Linked DNA regions of Mus musculus: region 1 is linked to region 2. Evidence: chromatin contacts called from public HiChIP or PLAC-seq data. All regions are on one chromosome and are shown on one strand. The core of a region is the stretch at or near the end of the contact, and the rest is flanking DNA. Distances in the headings are between cores, read along the strand shown.

Evidence for each region. HiChIP or PLAC-seq counts read pairs in DNA pulled down with a chosen protein or histone mark.
Region 1: an H3K4me3 HiChIP or PLAC-seq map of microglia shows a contact between it and region 2, with 5 times the contacts expected there. The contact joins two enhancer-like sites. A contact is called at or near these places in 1 of 484 Hi-C or Micro-C datasets (bone marrow-derived macrophages), 5 of 115 datasets of contacts at active chromatin or transcription factors (acute myeloid leukemia, bone marrow-derived macrophages, embryonic stem cells and 2 more) and 1 of 9 other capture datasets (adipose tissue).

What each region holds. Positions count from the first base shown.
Region 1 is chr9:100,874,571-100,877,270 of GRCm38.p6, forward strand. All of the region lies in intron 14 of Stag1 (stromal antigen 1), which reads left to right. It also overlaps the pseudogene Gm3081. Among named protein-coding and RNA genes, the nearest start is that of Pccb, 160 kb to the right of the region's middle. Within about 2 kb of position 1,306, at least 1 of the 459 cell types and tissues checked has an H3K27ac peak or open chromatin away from gene starts, as enhancers often do. A contact at or near this core is called in microglia, where this site is marked.
Region 2 is chr9:100,453,110-100,455,809 of GRCm38.p6, forward strand. No RefSeq gene overlaps it. Among named protein-coding and RNA genes, the nearest start is that of Gm28166, 4.5 kb to the left of the region's middle. Within about 2 kb of position 1,267, at least 100 of the 459 cell types and tissues checked have an H3K27ac peak or open chromatin away from gene starts, as enhancers often do. A contact at or near this core is called in microglia, where this site is marked.

The sequences.
Region 1 (2,700 bases), core at 56-2,555, 420 kb after region 2:
AGTTTTATTGTATTATGTAACAAGAACTCTATAGAGAGCGTGGAACAGTGGGGGTTTTAATGGATAAGTTTTCTATGAACTACATATTATATATTGAAGATCAATGAAGACGTTTTCTAACAAAGTGGAAGCTGAATACAGTAAAAGAAACAAATGTAGGAAACTTTGGTAACTAAGGTTAAGTTTTGATGCTACATATAACTGATATTTAATCAATTTTTACATTCTTAAAACTGTAGAAGCAGCTGGAGTGTGGTAGTTGCACGCCTTCAATCGCAGCACTTGGGAGGCAGAGGCAGGCGGATTTCTGAGTTCGAGGCCAGCCTGGTCTACAGAGTGAGTTCCAGGACAGCCAGGGCTACACAGAGGAAACCCTGTCTCGAAAAACCAAAAAAAAAAAAAAGAAAAAGAAAAGAAAAAATCCAACCAAACAAACAAAAAAACTGTAGAAGCATAATGTTCTAATTAAATAAGGAAGGAAAATGTACAGCAAACCTGATATTAGAAAAATATATCACAAAAATAAAATAAATTGAATGATAGTATAAGGAAGAATTGTAAAGGGAAGGAACCTGTTATGCTGTCACCCTGTCTAGCCTCTCTGGTTATCCCTGCCTCCTTGCCCTTGCCTCTGGTGCATGTTCTCCCAAGTCATGACGGATTTCTAGTACTTCATAACCAGTTAGAAAGGGATACATTTTTAAATCAAAAGCCAAGCTCACTCAGGTATAGTGGCACAGGCTTTTAATCTCAGCACTGAGGATGCAAAGGCAGGCAAATATCTGGAATTAAGGGCAGCCTGATCTATATAGTGAGTTCTAAGACAGCCAGAGATGTATAGAGACCCTGTCTCAAACCACCACTGTTCCCCCCCCCCATAAAAAGCCAAACTCAAAAAAAGAAGGAAGATATGAAGATAGTGATTGCCACTGACTGTCAAGTAGATGTTAGCTTTCTCTTTCCAGATACAGTGTATGCAGACTGGCACCCTAGAACGGTTGCCTTTATGTACTGAGCTATGCCAAGAGTCACCTAAGCTCGAACATCATGACTGTCCACATATTTGTGAAGATCCACGTCCTGTGATTTGAGTCTTGGCATCCAAGTGGACAAGATAAGAGATTATAAATGCTTGAAGTGCAAAGATCCCTGTGTTCAGAAAATGGCAACAGTCTGTGTGGCAAAATTCCGTGATCTTGATCTGCAGATGGTAGATGAGGGATTTCTCCATTCTCTTTGGGATCTCATAGCAGATCCAGATCCAGTGATGATGACCAATAATACTGTAGCATCATTGTTTGAGATCAGCAACTTCTTCACTCGGAAACAACAGGAAATCCACATGCTTCTCACATCCTTGAATGAGTGCACTGAATGGAGCCAGGTTGTTTGTTTGTTTGTTTGTTTGTTTTTCATCCTTGATAGTCTATAAAATTAGACACCTAAAGATGACCTAGAAACTCAGCATCTGTCAGGAAGTAGCTTCTTGATAACTATGCCAACTCAGCAGTAAAATTCTAAAGAAATTTCTAGAATCGTCACCCAAAGACTGTAACTACCACAATAGGCTATTGGAGAAGTTCTCCCTTTTGCTTGTTACTGCACTGTCTGGAGAACCAAGGATTCTGTCTGTGTTAAAATAGAGAAGTTGCGCATTGTGATTCTTCTTCTATCTCGAGTGCACATTGCTCAGGTTCTGGCAGAACTAAAGAAATACATACCACTGAGATGGATTTGATTTTGTTTCCAAAGCTGTTCAGGCCATTGTGTAATATGACATTGCACTGAGACAGTTAGCAGACTATCTGTGTAAGCACTTTGCTTAATCTAATCCAGACCAAAGTATAAATTAAGTTGTTCAAGAGGCAGTTATTATCATCAGGATCGTATTCTGCAAGTTCTCCAAGTGTAAGCATTTCGCTGCCATTCTCTGTAAGCTGAAACCCTGGATGAGCCCATTATCAAGCAGCTATGAACTGTAGGAGATTATGCTGAAAGAATCTGTAATGCAGTTGAGTTACTAGTGTGCTTTCTGGACGGTTTTCTTGAAAGTACCAAGGTACAGCTGATTCTGCTTATCACTTTAGTGAATCTGTTTACAAAGAAACACGAGTATGCAGGAACTGGTCCAGTAGGTCTTGAGATTGGCCCCAAAGTATTCTGATAATCCTGATCTTGAAAATCAGGGTTTTATTTATTGTCACATTTTTTTTTCTTTCAACTGATCTTGTTGACAGCAACAAGAATTAGTAGTAGCAGCAAAGAAGTAGTCTTCTCCAAGAAACCATTGATCTCAGAGGAAACATACTTCTTTAGGCCAATCCTATTGGATGAACAAATTGGCCACGTAGTTTCCTTGGCATCTGTGACCCATAAACCTCTAAATGCTTTTGCAGAATGGAGTCATGACACCCATTACAAACATGCTCACTTATCATGATTGCACTGATGCAGGTGGCAACCCTGGTTCCATTGCCACTGTAACCAGCTGGAACAGCCTTAGCTCATCCCTTCTCACGATGATGATCTGTGAGGTCTCTTAAATCTTAACCTGGGTCCCCCAGTAAAGGTATCACAATGTCCTGTATGTAACAGGAGCTCTGGTTCTTTTGGGGAAGAGGACTGGATAGTCTGATAGAATAATCCTTCATCCTGTCTCTAGTACCAGCAAACTTTGCTCCTTGTCCTACTGCTGTGATC
Region 2 (2,700 bases), core at 17-2,516:
GCTTCACAATGCTACAGTTTCTGATCTTGTGTGTTCTTGTGAGTGATGACAGTTATTTCTTTTTGTTCGGTTGGTTGGTTTTGTTTTATTTTGTTTTGTTTTTGTTTTGTTTTGTTTTCCAGACAGGGTTAAAGACGCGGGCCAGGACACCTGGCCTGAGATGACAGTGTTTGTTTGTTTGTTTGTTTGTTTTGTTTTGTTTTGTTTTTGAGACAGGGTTTCTCTGTATAGCCTTGGCTGTCCTGGAACTCACTCTGTAGACCAGGCTGGCCTCAAACTCAGAAATCCACCTGTCTTTGCCCCCCCCCCCCAAGGTGTTGGGATTAAAGGCGTGCGCCACCACTGCCCAGCAAGATGACAGTATTTGTAATCACAGTGGCATTCTGGCTGCGCACTGTTCCTAGAGAATCCCAAATTGTCCCCTGAAATCAATTACGGAGCCCCCAAAGTCCCGACTCAGCATTCTCTAGGAGCTTTATTTATGATCTCAAAGTAAACTTAAAAGTATCCTTGAACTTTGGACAAATTGATCTGGGGTGGGGGGCCTTGTGCAGCTGCGGCTGCAGGCACGACCTTAGGATGAGCAAGTATGAAAAACTTGCTGAAGGTCCCTAGGCAATCTCGAGGCCTGTAGTGTGTGGTAGGTGAGCAGTTCAGGTAGCAGAGTAAAGGTAAGAGCTACCTCGTGCTATTTCGGGTCCCTGGAGGGCTTCTGTTCAGGTTCTCTTCTGTGTGGATCAGTTTCCGGCCTCTCCCAGGGCTGCCGATTGCTCGCTAAGGGATGCAAGGAGTGAACATTGCATCTTCTTTGTGAGCCTCCCACTCTGGCAAGGAATCACCAGGGTCCCAGGAGCCGGAAAACCAAAACCAAACCTACAGTTTGGGTCAACAGGGATGTTGCTCTGACTTCACCAACTATGCACAATGCTTTAGATTGAATGATCGGGGGGGGGGGGGGGGGTGGACGACTGGGATAAAGGTGAGTGGCTTGCAGAGTAGAGCAGAGGCAGAGAAAAGGGACCACTGGGCACATGCTCTGGTGTCAGTGAATGCAGAGAGAGAGGACATGGTGGCAGCTAAACTTGCAAGTGACAATGGAGAAACTCTATGTTCCGGTCTAAGCCTGGGGACTTTCTCCAACTGAGCCTTGGTTCCAGGAAAACTAGCCTGGGCTTTTCCCTTTCTCTCATCGGGAAGCCCACGGAGCTTCCTCTCTAGTGGGAACAAATGGATTTTTTTTTTCAGAATTCGCCACAAGGTGGCACCAGACACCGGTAGACGCAATGAAGTCGCTTCCCGCCGGGTGGGCGGTAGAATTGGGCCACCGGATCAGGTCAGGCCGGATTCAAAGGAAAAAGATCCGCATCCCCAGAAAAGTCACACAGGCCAAAGAAGGAAATAGGCCCACGGAAAACAAGACGCCTATTTTAAAGAGAAAGGGAGGAGTATCACAGAGGAGAGATATCATCGGCATTGCAACTCCTCAGTAAAACGGAAAGTTTCGCAAGAAACCTTGACTAGACAGTAAAGTGCGGGAAACGGGCGCTTGACGTGACAGGGGACAGTAACGTGTGGGAAGCAATCGATGGAGAGCCCAGAGAGGCAATTACAGGCCTGCAGGTGGATGCAAGTGGTGTCTGGAGACAGGGACTGGTGGAGGAGAAATCGGCCTGTGACTGACCTCTTGGCAATTGCTGGCATTTTCCAATGATAAAACGAGTGTGTCAATAAGCCCAACACAAATGAGTACTGTGAGCGATGACACAGTAAGGAAGCCGCCAAACTGGCCGCTCCACGATTGGGGGAAGATTTTATTGTGAATGGGGCAGGGGGGCAAGGGGGCGGGGTGGGGGGCCCAGAGACAGAGAGACAGAGACAGAGACAGAGAGAACATCCAGAGGCACCTGGAAGAGTCCAGAGCAGAGGGAGAAATAAGCAGATTGGACATGGCCAGCACTATTGGGAGCAGAGAGAAAGGTGTGTGTGTGTGTGTGTGTGTGTGTGTGTGTGTGTGTGTGTGTGTGTGTGTCATAGAATAGTCTTGAGACTAGCCAGAGTAGCAAGGAGTATGGTATAGAATAGCATACGAGGGAAAGGGGAAAAAGTCTTATAGAGAGCTGGCTGGTTTCTGGGAGGAAGGAAGCCTGTGAATGGAGGCAGCCTGGGAGTTAGCAAAGTGGGGGAGGAGTGGCAAGGGCCAGGGTGCTAACCTGGGCTTTGGGGTGTAAGTAGGGTCTGAGGAAACCTGGAGGCCAGCATAGACTTTGATCTGCAGCCATGGGTATGTATCAATGGACAGCCACATGTCCCCTCTGCCAGAGGCAAGGGACACGACTCCTTTTGGCAGAGGGAATCCCATTTCACAAGTTCCTGAGGAAAGCTGGCTTTTATCTAACCACCAATAATCCTCCTATAGTCTTCCTTGAGCTGAGCCAAGTCTGTCAGGGTGTTTGTTTTTTGTTTTGTTTGACATAGATACTTTCCAAGACCTGACAAGTTAGCAGCAGAAATACATACTGTTGCTCTCTTTCAAATTTTTACTTTTGTATGTGTGTGGAGGGTGTGTGCATGTGTGTGTGTGTGTGTGTGTGTGTGTGTGTGTGTGTGTGTTGTGCCACTGTGCGGACGCCAGGGAACCCCTTTGTGGCATTTGCTCCCTCCTGCCCCTTCTGTGGTTTCCAGGCGTGGGTTGAGCCCAGG